Linked DNA regions of Sus scrofa: regions 2 and 3 are each linked to region 1. The links are chromatin contacts, called in public Hi-C and HiChIP or PLAC-seq maps. All regions are on one chromosome and are shown on one strand. Each heading gives the region's core, a stretch centred on a gene start, on an enhancer-like site or on the middle of the called end of the contact. The rest is flanking DNA. Distances are from core to core; before and after follow the strand shown. Region 1 holds the start of WWC2 (protein WWC2). Region 2 holds the start of CDKN2AIP (CDKN2A-interacting protein). Region 3 holds the start of ING2 (inhibitor of growth protein 2).

Evidence for each region. Hi-C and Micro-C count contacts between places; a contact is called where the count stands out from the background. HiChIP or PLAC-seq counts read pairs in DNA pulled down with a chosen protein or histone mark.
Region 2: an H3K27ac HiChIP or PLAC-seq map of alveolar macrophages shows a contact between it and region 1. The contact joins the promoter of CDKN2AIP here to the promoter of WWC2 in region 1. A contact is called at or near these places in 1 of 5 promoter capture datasets (liver), 1 of 47 Hi-C or Micro-C datasets (liver) and 1 of 2 datasets of contacts at active chromatin or transcription factors (alveolar macrophages).
Region 3: a contact with region 1 is called in a Hi-C map of liver, with 4 times the contacts expected there. The contact joins the promoter of ING2 here to the promoter of WWC2 in region 1. A contact is called at or near these places in 3 of 47 Hi-C or Micro-C datasets (heart right ventricle, liver and skeletal muscle).

The regions. Positions count from the first base shown.
Region 1 is chr15:44,613,985-44,617,034 of Sscrofa11.1, forward strand. It overlaps WWC2 (protein WWC2), which reads left to right and starts at 1,747. Exons shown (of 25, transcript XM_003359464.5): 1 at 1,747-2,260. The coding sequence starts at 2,130.
Region 2 is chr15:44,884,018-44,887,158 of Sscrofa11.1, forward strand. It overlaps CDKN2AIP (CDKN2A-interacting protein), which reads left to right and starts at 1,586. Exons shown (of 3, transcript XM_021074832.1): 1 at 1,586-3,050. The coding sequence starts at 2,779.
Region 3 is chr15:44,916,257-44,919,227 of Sscrofa11.1, forward strand. ING2 (inhibitor of growth protein 2) reads left to right here and starts at 1,339. Exons shown (of 2, transcript XM_003133342.5): 1 at 1,339-2,439. The coding sequence starts at 2,268. LOC100621235 (a long non-coding RNA gene) reads right to left here and starts at 1,310. Exons shown (of 5, transcript XR_001301384.2): 1 at 1,225-1,310.

The DNA of each region.
Region 1 (3,050 bases), core at 497-2,996:
TCTTCAGGGTTTCCAGTGTTTAAAGTTTCTGCCCTGACTCTACAAGGACAACACAACCTCTTCTAAGGCCCTCGCCAGAGAAGGCAAGTCCAGTCCCGCCGTAAAGCTGTTCTGAGCCTGATCCTCCGTCCTTACCCTGCAAGACCATCCTCCTCCTCCTTCGAGGTTGACCTCAGAAGCCCCGAAAGCCTGGAGAACCAGAGGCCATCCCCACCCGCCAAGGCAGCCGCTACACCAACTTCACCAGAGCCAGCACAGTGAATCACAAATCCACTGGACTCCCTTACTGGCCTGTGAATCCAGGAGAGGGAGGCGGACGTTTTAGCACACCGCTGAAAGCCCTTGCCCACCGCTGTGTCCCTCACAAGGTGGGAAGTCTTTTAAGCATTAGCCGGCAGGATTAGGCGAATTCACACCCAGAGGTGAATGACTGATCTCCGGGGTCTTCCTGTTTGTTTGTTTGTTTGTTTGTTTGTTTAAGTCTAAAAGAAGCTGGTTAGTAATCTGGAAGGGTAAGAATGGAGGACGCTGGTATAGACCTGGCTGGAGCTGTCATTGTGGACTGGGAAGCTTCCTCCAGATCCAGGGGCTGGGGGCGAAAAACACTCTGTTGTCTGGGCCCTGCCAGACCTGCTGCTCCTCGCACCGTCGCCCGACGTCCGGCCCCTCCTCAGGGCCGACCGGGACATAGTAGCTGCTGAATAAATAAAAGCTTGTGGAATGAGGGAAAGTCCACGTTCCTTCCCGGTCACATCCAGAGGCCCGGAAAGCCTGGCCGCCGGGCTGCCAGGAGTCCCCTCCAGCAGGGTGGCCCACGCCTTCTAGACCAGAGCAGGGCTCGGAGTGAGGGTCTTCCCGGGGCAGGAGCGAACCGAAGGGGCTGGTTATGGGGTGCGTCCACGTCCAGCTAAGCTCTGCGGCGGAGGCCAGCGGCAGAGGGGCCCCGCGGGTGAAGCGCCCCAGGCCCGAGGGCGGCGACATCCGCGGAGAAAAGCGGGGTGGGGGGGTAGTGCGGGAAGGTTTGGAGGAGCAGCGGCTGCTCGGACTCAGGTTTGAGTCCCCTCCGCGGGCCACTGGGGCAGGCGTGTCGCGGCGCCCAGAGAGCGGGACCCGCCTTCGCTTTCCTCCACCAGGCCCGCGGCCTGTCGGCTGAGGTCACCGAGGGCCGGGAGCTCTGCAGAGGCCCCGGGGGCGAGGCCGCCCGGGACACGCCACCAACGCGCTTCAAGGGCTTGCGGGGCTTTTCACACTTTTCCCACCGGCCGGGACCGCCCTGGGGGTCCGCGGGGCGCAGCATGGGGGAGCCTCTGTGCCCTCGCTGTTTGTTGGGACTTTTTCTTCCGAAGAGAGCGTCCCCACCCCTTTCCTCTCGCAAGTCGTGTGGTTTCCCTAGAAGTCGGAAAGAGGTTGAGAGCGCTACGGAGACTTCTCTCTAGCTGTCTTTCCAGTCCGGAAACTCTAAAAACCCGAAGTGCTTGGCCGTAGGGAGATACTGGGGGTCACGGGGAAGGGGCGAGCAGCGCATTCCTTCGCCCACTTCCCTCCCACCTGGCCTTCGGCTCCCCTCCCCCGCCCCTGGCTCAGGCCGGCGCCCCGGCAGGCGCAGCGAGCCGCGGGAGCTGCAGGGTTAAGCCCTGGAATGTGGCGGCGAGGAATGTGCATGCAGATGAGGAGCGAGGGGAGGGGCGGGCGGGGCGGTCCGTGGGCGGGGCGCATGCTAATAACATGCAAATGAGGAGGCCCGTAGCCGCCACGGCCGCGGCTCAGCCGAGCTTCCCGGATCTGAGCCCAGACGGCGGCGGCTGGGGCAGCCTGGGCGCCGCGACCCTCTGCGGCCACAGGGGGACGGGGAGGAGGAGGAAGAGGCGGAGGCAGCGGCGGCAGCCGCGAGGAGGAGGAGGAGGGTTCGATCGTCTGTTCCGACGCAGACATGGTGGACTGATCCCCGGCGGGGCCGAGAACAAGGTTTCCTGAGGCGCCCCCCGCGCGTGGCCCCGCCGCGCCCTGCACCCCGCAGCCCCTCGCCGGCACACGGGTCCGGTGCGGCGGCCGGGCCGGGCAGTAGCCTTCCCGCCGCGTCCCGCGCCGGGTCCCTATGGAGGCGCCGCTCGCCGGCGAGGCCGCCGACCATGCCTAGGAGGGCCGGGAGCGGGCAGCTGCCGCTACCCCGGGGCTGGGAGGAGGCCAGGGACTACGACGGCAAGGTCTTCTACATCGACCACAACACCCGGAGGACCAGCTGGATCGACCCCCGGGACAGGTGGGCGGCCGGGCCGCGGGTGGGCGCAGGGACCCGCCTCGGAAGCGCGGCGGCTGCTGTTGTCCGGGAGACCCGGCCGAGCGGCGGCGCCCGCCGACTAGGGGGGCGTGGGGCGTGGGGCGTCGCCGGTCCCGGGGTGCCAGGAGGGGTCCCGGAAAGGAGGAGCGGGACCGTCTGACCGAGCCGGGGCTGCGTCAGCCGGCCAGCCGCCCAGGCAGGGGCTGGTTGGGGCCGCCCCTTCCAGGGCCCCCTTGCCCACCCACTTCCCGACGGCCCTGGGACCTTTAGACGCTCCGGGCGCAGAGGGAAGGGTGGAATTGACGCCTGGACAGGCACTCTGTGTCCCGCTAACAGACCCAGAGGGACCACCTGAGCCCTGCTCCGAGCTCGCCTCCGCCTAAAGTTGGCCAAATTGAGGCTGGAGGGTACATAGGGCCTGGGAGGCGGGGCCGGGCCCGGGGCCTCCCGGGAGGAGGCCTAAGTGCAAGGTGGGGCCGACTTGCCGTCCAGGCCACCTGTGGCATCTCTTTGGCTGTTCTTGGCTCCCCGCCTTGGCTGCACGTTCCTGATGGGGCATGCCACCGGTCAGGAGGCCCTGGGCATGGAGGGGTCCCAGGCACCCTTCCTCGCTGGGCCCTGGCGGTGAATGTCATTGACCTCGCCCCTCAGATTTTACAAACGTTTGTTTGGGGTTTTGCTGCCTAGTGTTAGTCTTCACCTGAAAACTTGAACTGACTTCCAGATCTTGAAAAGGCAGATTCTGTTTGGAAGTAAGAAGTAGTGAAATGAA
Region 2 (3,141 bases), core at 336-2,835, 270 kb after region 1:
ACATGCCCAGGAGTGGGATTGCAGGATCATATGGTAGCCCTAGTTGGTTTTTATGGGGGGCGGGGGGCATGCTCTCAGCATGCAGAAGTTCCTGGCCCAGGGTCTGAACCCACACCATAGCCTCAACCCAAGCCATAGCAGTGACAGCACCAAATCCTTAACCTGCTATGCCACAAGGGAACTACTTCATTTTTGTTTTTTAAGGAATCTCCATACTGTTATCCATAGTGACTGCACCAGCTTACATTCCCACCAACAGCGTGGCAGGGTTCCTTTTTCTCCATACCCTCGCCAGCATTACTATTTGTAGATTTTTGGATAATGGCCATTCTGACCAGTGTGAGCTGATACCTGATTGTAGTTTTGATTTGCACTTCTCTCATTTCTCCTCTAAAGGCAACCCAAGCTGGCTCAGGGCACTAATGGGCTGTCTACTTCTAATGGTCCAGAGAGAGTCAACACTTCCCTACTCCTAATCGAAGCCACACCGCCCCACATTGATTTTCGAAAGTTCCCTTCTTTTTCTCTGAATCCTTACTCCCTCCAGTTCATTAAGTCTTTGTATGGTGAGAGGGCTTAAAAAAATTTTTTAGTCCAATATATAGTACTCTTCTTAACTTTGTGGTCCATGGTCTATGCCTTGAATCTTCATGTGCAAATTCAAACTTTTAAGGAAAAACAAAAACAAACAAAAAAACCAAAACATGTATCTTTTTGTCAAGTACCTGGCTTTTGCAAACGAGAAATAACTCCAGCTTTCTGACCATATTGCTTTTATTATAACTTTAACAATGGATTTTGAAATCCAGGCTCTATTTGCTCTCCCTGCAAGGCAATGAAGCCCCTGGGTGGAAGGCTACAAGACGAAAAGAAAAAAGTGAGAAAATTCTTGGTTTAAAATGTGCAAATATCATCCAGGTATGTAAGCACAGATTCTTTTACTTGCTCTTTCCCCCATGCCAAAGAATACATGAAAGGAAAACACCATGAAATTTCTCTAGTCTTTTAAATTGCCAGATTCCCACATATTTTCACCCCTCTAAAGCTTTAGGGAAATAGGAAAGAAGAGCAAAACTAGAAGCAAAATCCCAAGCTTCAACAGTTCTCTGTGCCTATGCCTTTTATGTCATTTCATTTGGCATGGCAGGAAAAGTGGGCACTATTGATTTCATTTACTAGCTGAATTTTGCTTATTCCAGTATGCATATAAATTACATGGCTTTTTCTTTCTTTTTGCTTGTTTGATTATTGTTTTTTGTTTGTTTGGTTGGTTTTTGTTTTTGTCTTTTTAGGGCGGCACCCAGGGCATATGTAAATTCCCAAGCTAGAGGTCTAATCAGAGCTACGGCTGCCAGCCACAGCCACGCCAGATCTGAGCCGTGTCTGCGACCTACACCAGTTCATGACAACTCCGAAAACTTAACCCACTCAGGGAGACCAGGGAGGGAACCCGCAACCTCATGGTTCCCAGTCGGATTCGTTAACCACTGAGCCATGACGGTAACTCCTATTCTAATTATTTTAAATTCAAAATCAACAAATATTTAGTGAAAGCAAATTTTATTATTTCGTAATTTATCATTATGTTATCACTTATCTTTTTATTAAATTTTATTAACCATAAAATACCCAAATGCCTAATATTATTGGAAATAATATTGGAAACAACAGGCAAGCCGGCAGTAATGATTTAAGTGTGGACACTCAAATATTTAAAAAATGCAAAAAAAAAAAAAAAAGAAAAAAGAAAGCTTTAAGAGGGGAAGATTTGAGGCGAAGAGACAAACGCACTTTCCCAAGTCGCCTCCTGACCATCGACCAGCGGGGCTACTGTTTGTTAATCTAAGGAGACACGACAGAGACTGCAGGTCCTTGGCGCAGCGTTTAAGTTACTGACTAAAACCCACCAGAGGGGAAGACGTACTGCCCGTGCTGAACTGCGTAAACCAAACCCAAGTCTGTAGGGCCAGGACTAGTTTTCAAAGACTGGGCTCCACAAGGCAACCCCGAACAGGATTAAATATTACCTTATTACCTTTATTATTAGTACAATTTAAGTTAATATGCGCCCGCACATTCCTGAATGCCCCGCGACCCGGACTGCCTCGGAAGGCCTCGCTTGTCTACACTTGTCTACAGAGCTGGAAGCCGTTTTCTGCATAATGGAAATTTGGAGCGAGTTTTGTTTACTCTGGCCCGCTCAAAATCGGCGTCTTACTGCCGAGACGCCCAGACCTCGCGTCCGGGCGGCGGCTAAAGTCCGGGAGGACGCGCCCCGCACGCGATAACTCGGCCCTCCCGGCGCGGGAGGGAGGCGGCCAGAGGGCGCGGCGTCACAAAGCCGACCGGAAACGAGGAGTCTTGGAGTCCAGACCGAGGGGGTCCCGGGCGACTCCACTGGCCGCGCGCCCTAGCGGGGCGGGAGGCGCACGCCCACCTCCCCTCGCCCCGCCTCCACTCCCCTCCCCTCCCCTGCGGCCGGGGCTGCAGCGCCGCGGCTGCTCGCGCGCCGCAAAGCGTCCTGGGAGAGCCGGATCACGCCGGAAGGACGCTTGGGCGCTCGGCGGCGGCGAGGTTATAAAAGGGAAGGAGCCGGCGGCGGGCGGAAGTGGGCGGTTCAGCTGCTCTCGGCTCTGTTGTTTGGTGTTTGGGCCTTCCGAGGGGCGTTCTCTGGATAGCCGCCGGTGCAGGCCTCAGTGACAGGGCCGCTCGCCCGCGCTCCCCGCCACCTTCTCGGTGCAGCATCCGCTCCTGGCCTCCGCGACCCTCAGGCCCAACATGGCGCAGGAGGTGTCGGAGTACCTGAGCCAGAACCCGCGGGTAGCCGCCTGGGTGGAGGCGCTGCGTTGCGACGGCGAGACCGACAAACACTGGCGCCACCGCCGGGAGTTCCTGCTCCGCAACGCCGGGGACCTGGCCCCCGCCGGCGGCGCTGCCTCCGCTCGTCCGGAGGAGGCCGCCGATGCGGAGAGCGGGACCCGAAATCGGCAGCTGCAGCAGCTTATCTCCTTTTCCATGGCTTGGGCCAACCACGTCTTCCTCGGGTGCCGGTGAGTGAGCAGGCTTCCCTGAGCAGCTCTCTTGGATTTGGCTTCTGCCCCGGCCTGGGGCCCGGAGCCCTAGGCGTGGAGGGGAAGCGGT
Region 3 (2,971 bases), core at 89-2,588, 300 kb after region 1:
GTCATATCTGCCTGCAGATCACTATTTAGGCTGAATAAAATCATAGGTGCATTCTATGTCTAATCAGAATCAATAAATAATAAGACATTGTGCATTATTTGGGGCCTTCAAAAAAACCCTAACCGATTTAAATCTATGTGTAAACAAAACTAGTAAGGTTCAGGCAAAAAGTGATAAAATTCAATTTTTCACAGTGACTGTTTTTTGACAAGATCTGGCTGCTTAACCTAAGAGATTTAAAGGAGGACAACAATAAGAAACCTAGATGATTCTCTGAAATACAATACTACACTGCCTGGGTTGAAGTGGTCAAAACCTCAAAGTGTCACAGGAAAATAGCACATGACAATCTTCGAGTCCTGTGTAATATTACTTTGTTCCCAAGACTCAAATTTCCAAGAATGCTTTGTTTCGGCTTTAAAATTTAAAATATCCTGTACCTCAAGGTCTAGATTTCTCTTTGCATGTCAATGGTAACCATACTATTAACAGCTATTTCAAAAGTACTCTAAATAGGTCACCATGCAAGTGCACCACCGCGGCGAACCAAATGGATATAAGGAGAAATCCAAATTTATCACCCACTCACGTTTTCTTTTTAACTCAAATGTGCTACTCACAATAGTGTTTGTTTACTTTGGCACGCCATTAAAATTCTCTTTGTATTAGTTCTCTTTACACCCGTTTCTTCCAAAAACACACGTCATTATACAAACTGAGTCCATCTGAAATTAAAATTAGCTCCTCTGCCTGGCATTTCAGTTTACAAAAGACAGAAATTAAACCCTGTCGACCGATCACCTAGATGAGGACGTGAACCTGATTCCTAATTAGGTTTTTCCTCGCGTCTTCACCACCCCTTGTCCTCGGGCCCCCCAGTGTTTTTCTGTCTTAGAGGAGAAAGATGTTAAGGTGGTGGTGAACCTCAAGCCGCCAGGAAGCCCTAGCCGACGTTTAATGCTTAAACGTTCTGATCCCCCGGGGGGAAACTTTTTTCTTTTTCTTTTTTTAAGGTTACCCGTTGGACAGTTTTCAGGGCAGTCAGCCCACACTAAACTCGATCTCCCAAGAGCGGGAGGGTGGACAAAACCTGCACGGTCGTGGGACGGCGCGGGGGGGCCCCGCGTCTGAGGAAGGGTGGGACCTCGTTGAAGCCAGGAGATTCAAAACACGGATCGACTAAGGGAGAAAGAAACCTCAGGGGGCTGTGGGGGCACCGCCTACCTCCGCGATCAGCCCCGGATGCTCCGGGAGCCTACAGGCCGCGGCGGGAGGAGGACCGAGCCCGAGGGCGGTGCCGAGCGGGCGGGCACACAGCCGCCGCGCATGCTCGGAGCCGCGCCCGCTGCAAGCCGCCGCGTCGACCCGCAAGGCCTCCCTCCAGGGTCGCGGCGGAGAGCCACCGCCCGCTGCTCCTTTTAAGGCTTGCGAGGGGCCGCGCTTGATCCACCTGATGGGGGAAAAGTCGGTAACACCGGGCTGGGGGAGCTGGTCCAAGCTTCCCCCTCCCTGTGGGAAGGACGAAAGGGAGGACTCAGCCGTCAGCCCCCGCAAGTCCCATTCAGACCTTGAGCAAAGAGGTGGACTTGACAGTGCTTCCCCTTTAAGAGGGGGCGGTGCGCAGCCTGCCGTTTGGCTGCCCTTCGCACCCTCCCCCCGCCCCGGGCCGAGAGTTTACAGACCAATCACCCGGGTGGCGGAGGGAAGGCGGGAGAATGCGAACCTTTCGGTAGGGCGGTAGGGGCGGGCCCCCGGCCTTATTAGGAGGGAGGCCTGCGCAGGCGCAGACGCGTCCGCAGCCGGAGGGGCGGGGGCAATCCAGTGAGAGACTCTCCGACAGGCACCGAGGGTGATTGGGAGGAAAGGGGCAGCGAAAGGCTTGTCATGGGGTTCCGAGCTGCGAAGCGGCATCGGTAGCATCTGGGGATTTTGAGGGGGACAGGAAGTGTCAACGCCCGGGACCCCGGCGCCAGCTCCGCTGGGGGGATCCCCGCTGCTCTAGTCCTGGGGAGGGAGGGGAAAAAGGAGGGAGCCCAGATCTCGCCCCGCCCCTGGGCTTGTTACCGCGGGGGCGGGGAGTGAGGGCTTCTTTTTGGGGGGAGTGGAGATCGGGGGACTCGGCTGTGCCCTCCTGAGCGGCTGCGGGTGTCCCCGCGGCGCCGGGCTGCGGAGCAGAGGAGCCGCGGCGGCCGTGGCTGTTGCATGAGTGGCTGCTGGATGCGGAGGCGGCGGCGGCGGCGGCGGCGAGGAGCAGCAGCGGCGGCAGGATGTTAGGGCAGCAGCAGCAGCAACTCTACTCGTCGGCCGCACTCCTGACCGGGGAGCGGAGCCGGCTTCTCACCTGCTACGTGCAGGACTACCTCGAGTGTGTGGAGTCGCTGCCCCACGACATGCAGAGGAACGTGTCCGTGCTGCGAGAGTTGGACAACAAATATCAAGGTAGGGGCCGCGGGACTGCCTGTGCGGGTCCTCCCCCAACTCATCCGCTGGCCGCCGGGCACGGTCCCTCGGAGCCTGCCTGGGGAAGTGCCGCTTTCCATTTCTCCTGTGACAGTCTCCCCGAGTGTACAGAGGGGTCTGGTGTGTGGGACGGGAGAACGGGACTGGAGACGGGGTTCGCGGCCCTCCCTTCCCCCTGCGGTCGGCGAGGACTTCTCTTGGAGTCTCAAGGGTGGAGGTGGGGGCGGCTCGACAGCCCCCGCTGCAGACCCGGAGGCTGCAGCTGGTGTGGAGGGGAATCAGCCATTTTAAGCAGCAAGCATTTGTTCCGGCGCTCCCCTGCCCGGTGCCGCAGACCCTCCTGCCCCGGCCGGGGAGTGTACGGCCAGGCGGGGCTGTGGGGAGTGAGCGGCCGGCCGCGGCCGGACTCCCGCTGGTCTCCTGGGCCTGGCTTTCCCCACCCCCCAGGTGGGCCCCCACTCCTTGAGAGCAGATGCATTGGAACGTGCGAGGGGGAGGGGGCTAGAGGGCT